Regions from separate parts of the Sus scrofa genome. Here region 1 is linked to region 2. A link is a contact called in public Hi-C data. All regions are on one chromosome and are shown on one strand. Each heading gives the region's core, a stretch centred on a gene start, on an enhancer-like site or on the middle of the called end of the contact. The rest is flanking DNA. Distances are from core to core; before and after follow the strand shown.

The links. Hi-C and Micro-C count contacts between places; a contact is called where the count stands out from the background.
Region 1: a Hi-C map of liver shows a contact between it and region 2, with 6 times the contacts expected there. The contact joins the promoter of ADRA1A here to the enhancer-like site in region 2. A contact is called at or near these places in 1 of 5 promoter capture datasets (liver), 3 of 47 Hi-C or Micro-C datasets (heart right ventricle and liver) and 1 of 2 datasets of contacts at active chromatin or transcription factors (skeletal muscle).

What each region holds. Positions count from the first base shown.
Region 1 is chr14:10,729,442-10,732,282 of Sscrofa11.1, forward strand. It overlaps ADRA1A (adrenoceptor alpha 1A), which reads right to left and starts at 1,416. Exons shown (of 2, transcript NM_001123072.1): 1 at 534-1,416. The coding sequence starts at 1,416.
Region 2 is chr14:10,634,621-10,637,482 of Sscrofa11.1, forward strand. ADRA1A (adrenoceptor alpha 1A) reads right to left here. Exons shown (of 2, transcript NM_001123072.1): 2 at 2,524-2,862. The coding sequence ends at 2,524. Among named protein-coding and RNA genes, the nearest start is that of ADRA1A, 95 kb to the right of the region's middle. Within about 2 kb of position 1,346, at least 1 of the 83 cell types and tissues checked has an H3K27ac peak or open chromatin away from gene starts, as enhancers often do. A contact at or near this core is called in liver, where this site is marked.

The DNA of each region.
Region 1 (2,841 bases), core at 166-2,665, 95 kb after region 2:
AACACAGATATAGGACATAAACAGACCATTATAACTAACCCTTAGGAATAATCTAATCTAATAATAAAATTACACCTTTGTTCAGAATAAGCACGGTGCTTATTTTTAGGCCAAGAGAATTTGCTGTCCACAGCAGCAGAGGTGAAAGTGGCATTCCACCAGCCTTTGCCTAAGCGCCGGGTGGAGCCGCTGAAACTCGACATCTGAGGATGGATGTATTTAAATTAAACACATGCTTCCAAGCATTAAGAAAAGTTGACGTTCTTTTAAGGAGACCAATTAATCTGCATCAGTAGGAAGCCACTTTGCAGTAGCTGAAAAAGTGCCCTAAGGACTTAATAGAAATGAGATAGGAGCAGAAAGGGAATGAAAATTCACTTTTCTACAGGGGAGTCTTTCCTAACTGCCCTCCTAGCTCTGCCGTTTGAAATGCAGATCCCTTTCTCTTCCACGCCAGACTGTGCTCTAGGGTAGCAGAAAGGGAAGGGGGTGAAGCCCCCTAAATGCGAAGAAGAGGTGTTGTAAAGACTTACCAATGGGCATCACTAAGAAAAAAGGCAGCCAGCAGAGGACGAAGCAGCCGACCACTATGCCCAGTGTCTTGGCCGCTTTCTTCTCTCGGGAAAACTTGAGGAGTCTCACGGAGAAGTGCGTCTTGTTCTTGGCGCTGGTCACCCCGCTGCCTCCGACCGGGGCGTTTTTCCGATGGATGCGGAGTGTCACCTGCTCTGAGTCCGACTTGTCGGTCTTGAGACCCGATTTGAGGCCCCGGCTCTCCCTCTTGGCCACCACGTAGACCCGGCAGTACATAACCAGGATGATGGTCAGCGGCACGTAGAAGGAGCCCAGCGCGGAGAAGAGCACGTAGCCCGGTTCCTCATTGATCTGGCAGATGGTCTCGTCCTCAGGTGCCGGCTGCCTCCAGCCGAACAGAGGCCCTATGGAGATGACCAGGGAGAGCGCCCACACGCAGAGCAGAGCCATCAGGCCCCGTTTCTGGGTGACGATGGTGGGGTAGCGCAGCGGGTAGCTCACGCCGATGTAGCGGTCGATGGAGATGATGCAGAGTCCCATGATGGATGCAGTGCAGCACAAGACGTCCACCGCCGCCCAGATGTTGCAGAAGACCCTGCCAAAGGCCCAGTAGCCCAGGATCTCGAAGATAGCGGAGAAGGGCAGCACCGTAGAAGTGAGCAGAAGGTCGGCCACCGCCAGGTTGACGATGTAGTAGTGAGTGACCGAGTGAAGATGCCGGTGGCAGGCCACGGAAAGGATCACAAGGATGTTCCCCAGTACCCCGAAAATGATGAGCCCCCCCAAGATCACCCCAAGCAGAATGGCCTTGGAAATATTCACCGGTGGCGGCGGGTGGGTGCAGTTGGAGCTGTCTGAGGCATTTCCAGAAAGAAACACCATGGTCCCAGCCGGAGCAGGGCGAGGTGCCGCTCTTGAGGGCCACTCCCGGGAGGCGCGAAGGCGGACGCGGGAGTGGGGGGAGTGGGGAGTCAAAAGGTCACGGCTCGGGGGAGTCTTGCCTGCCGCGGTTGTCTGGGGGTAAGAGAGAGCGTGCGGGTGGGAAGCACCCCCGGGCAGCCCTGGAAATCCTCAGAAGGCCACATAAAGGGGCAGGGCATTAAAGACAACATGGCCAGGGGCGCGCGGGGCTGCCTGCTGACCCTCTCCACCTGCTGCGCTGGCCCAGGGCCCCAACTCCCTCCCTTCGCAAGATTTAGAGCGAAGCTTGAGGAGATGCGTTGCAAAATGCAATCCCAGGATTACGGGAGTCTCCTTTTCTGCACTGTCTGATCCATCCGGGTCAGAAGATTGAGCATTCTGCACATAATTTGGAATTCCCCCCCAAACCACAAGCAAGCACTGGTCTGCCGTCGACTCTCAAAGCTGGGGACTAAAGGCATCTGGGCACTTCACACCGCCAGTAGTTGCCCACGGTGTGGCTGGACTCATGCTTGACCCATCTTCTAGGCGCAGAGGTCGGGGACATGGATGTGAAATATTTGCCAAGACCGAGGCGGCTGCGGAGCAGTTGTTTGCCAGCGTCCTCCTGAAAAAAGCGCAAAGAGAAATGCCGGGTGTAAGTCAGGCGCCCTGAGGAGGGAGGCTGTGTCGGGCTCGACGGGTAATCCTACCCGGCTGGGAACCCGCGTGCTCTGCGGTCTTGAAGCGGCTTGCCCTGCCGCAGCCGAGCGCGCAGGAGGGGACCGCGAGTTGTGCGGCGCCGCTGGGAACCTTGCCCTGGCGCGCTTCGGCGCGCGGCCTCTAGCCAGGTTCAAGAACCGAAGCAAACAAACCCCAAGCTGCAGCGCCCCGCGGCCACACAGTGAAATTAAAATCCCCAAGCCCGCGAGGCGCGACTGCGGCTGACCGTTCTGTCGCACCAAGCCGAGCAGGTGGACACCCGGAGAATCTACCCGGTTGCCATTTGAACAGGTTGCTTCGCAGTCACCTGGAAGGGGAGGCCTGGGAGAGGGAGCCATTGCGACCCGGGACCTCAGGGCCAGTGACACGCTCACGCGGGAGGAATTCACACTTGAATGTGTGGAGCGCGCCGGTCTGTCGACCCAACAAACGGGCCTGAGAGCCGGGTCCAGAGCAAAGCCCTCGGGACTCAAGGAGGGCTGTACGCGACCTGGGTCGGTCCAGGATTCCTTTCCAAGCCGCAGGATCAGTGGTCCCGGAGGACTCGAACCTCAAGCCACACCCAGGCTGGCTTTGGGGGTCCAGGGGGGAGGAGTGGGAGCGGGCAGCCTCACTCTACCGAAGGGGCTTTGCACGCGGCAGTCATTGCGGAATTTGTAAGCATAAAAAAATCAAATGCACGCG
Region 2 (2,862 bases), core at 96-2,595:
CCACAGCAATACAGGATCTGAGCCATGTCTGTGACCTGCATCACAGCTCACTGCAACGCCAGATCCCCAACCCACTGAATGAGGCCAGGGATTGAACCTGCATCCTCATGGATACTAGTTGGATTCGTTTCCACTGAGCCATGACGGGGACTCCCTGATCTTAAGCTTTCTAGTAGCTAAAATTTAAATTTGTCTGTAAATGTATTTAAAAAATATCTCACATATGGAGTCATATTCTGTTGCAGAAAAACTTTTACTATTCTTTTCATGGGGATGTTCTTCCTGTCACGGGGAGCCTGGTAAGTGGCTTTTAAAATTCAGATCCTGGGATACCTGCTATGGAGCAGTGGGTTAGGAATCCAACTGCAGCGGCTCAGGCTGCTCAGGAGGCAGGGGGTTTGATCCCCAGTTGGGCACGGTGGGTTAAAGGATCTGGTTCTGCTGTAGTTGTAATGTAGGATGCAGCTGCAGGAACTTTCATATGCTGCCGGTGCAGCCACAAAGTTAAAAAAAAAAAAAATCAGGTCCTAAAAGAAGCTCTTTTCAACAAGGAAACTTAAGTGGGGTTTGCATATTCTGGTTCTTCCTTGAGGCCTACATCCATAATAGGACACCCACATCTGGTAGAGCAGTTATGGGACATGCAAACAGACCAGAAGAGTCTAAAAATCCAGCCAACATCTACTGCCAGAATCCAAGTTACGAGCACAAGGCAGAGTGTCTCTTGGGTCAATAGCAAGACACTTTCCGGAAAGGTCTGAGAAAGCAATCATATTCGATGTCAAAATGCAACCCACAACCAAACTCAAAGCCATATGCAAACATACCTTCCGTGGCAGTGTGCAAAGAAATGAGCTTTTTAGAAGGATTTCAGGAAATGATTATTGTGTTGCAAGCAAAGAAGGAAAAGATGAAGGGAGGCATTACCTTGTGGTGAGGGTTAAATATTGGCTACAATCTGCTTTAAAATTCTGAGAGGGAAAAGAGGGCCACAGAAATGGTCAGTAGTTTTAAGAACAGCGATTCTAGTCAAGAAGTATTTCAAAAAAACCTAAATCGTAATTTTAAATTCTTGAGGAATGTGAAAATATATTAATTTTGACATAGAGTCACCATCTGTATCTTAGTAATATACTGAATTATTAAGGTTTACCAAAATTTGGTCGACTTAAAGCAAAAAAAGAGTGTATTCCCCAGGATTCCTGTAAAAAGTGGAATTCAGTGCAGTGGATGGGCCATGGGATCTTTTATCAGAATAAACAGGCTTCTGTCAAAAACTGTTTGCACACTTCGGTTTTTGATGGGTTTTTTGGTGACCAGAAAGTATCCTCCCAAGATAAACATGGGTACCTTTCAAAGTTCAGGAAAGATACGCCTGGATCATCAGGTTCATTCCAACGTGTTCCGCGCACACTGGGGACCTTGAACTTCATTCATTATGCAACGGTGAAGCAGCTGAGGAAAAAAATGGGGGTCTCGATGTGCCTTTCAGAATATCACAAGCTTTGGGTTTTCCTAATGGCGTTGTGGAAAAAGTAAGTGATTTGCCAAAAAGAGCCTTTCGAGGCCACTTCGAAAAGGCTGTGGAGTAATCTCTGTTTTCGCGTGAAATTAGCACCCACCCCACCCCAAGCTCCTGATCTTTAAATATGTTACATGAGAAGCCTTCCCCCACCTGAACTTGGAATTGCTTAATGGCATCGTGTCCACAGTAGTCAAGGTAAAAAAAGGACCCTCATGTCTACTGTCTTCCATTAGGAAAAGCCATCCTCTCGCCACCTGGTTCTTTCAAAGCTCTCCAGCCCCAAGCATGTGCCCCAGTAGTTCGGAGACATCATGAGTGTCCCTCACCCTCAGCCTTAAGGGTGTCAGGAGCCATATCTGGTCAAATGGCAGCCAGAGGTAAATCTCGCTGTCAAGTTTCACCCAAGCTGAGGACCTGGATGTCATCAGAAGTGGTGGGGTTTAAAACCGGCTCTAAAACGAACGTGTCTGGATACCAAACACCCACTGAAGCCTCTTCCTCTCCAGGCCCCCCTCCCCATCCATATTCAACGTGGCTGTCAGTAAGTCCAGCCTGGAAATAAAATCCCCTCACTCCATCAAGAAATAGCTCCAAACTTAGAGTGCATGCTCAAAATATTCATGATGAAATCATAATCCTATATTTATAGTCTTTTGGATTGTGTATGAAATTCTGTTTCCCATGGTGTTTTTCGTTGACGGGGCCAGACAAGGAGAGAGGGCTGGGAGGACGACACGGAGAGCATTAGCCTCAAGGAAAGGATGTTTCTCATCAGCGGGAACTGGATGGTTGAGGGATCGCCTCCTCTCTCTTCCCCAAGCCCTACCCACTGCCCCGGAGCGGGCTCCTCCCCAGCCCCATCCCTAGATGGTCCCTGGTTTAATGGTCCTGTCTTGTCATCCAGGAAGAGTGAATTTCCTGCTAGGAAATTGGAGTTGGTACCTAAGGTCTCCACCCCTCCCGCCGCCCTCCTCTCTTCCTCCAGACCTTTCCCGTGTCTAGACTTCCTCCCCATTTTCACTGAGGGAGATCGTGTGGATCTTAATGGTTGGGATTGGATGGTTTTCGTCACGGCTGGGGGTGGAGGGCCCCATGCAGCAGCAGACCTGCAGGAAGTTTTTACTTCTCACCCGGGCAGTGGTGCACGCGGACGGGTCTTTGGGCACCGTAATCCTGGCAGAGGCCCGGGGCATGGAGGAGAAAAATTTCCATTCACAGACTCCATCGGTCTTGGAGATCTTATAGAAGGTCTCTCCAGACCCCACCGGAATTCGCACCAAGTCCTTGTGCTGCTCCTCCAGGGCGTGGCTGGTGGGGTGCAGGGTGTAGCCCAGGGC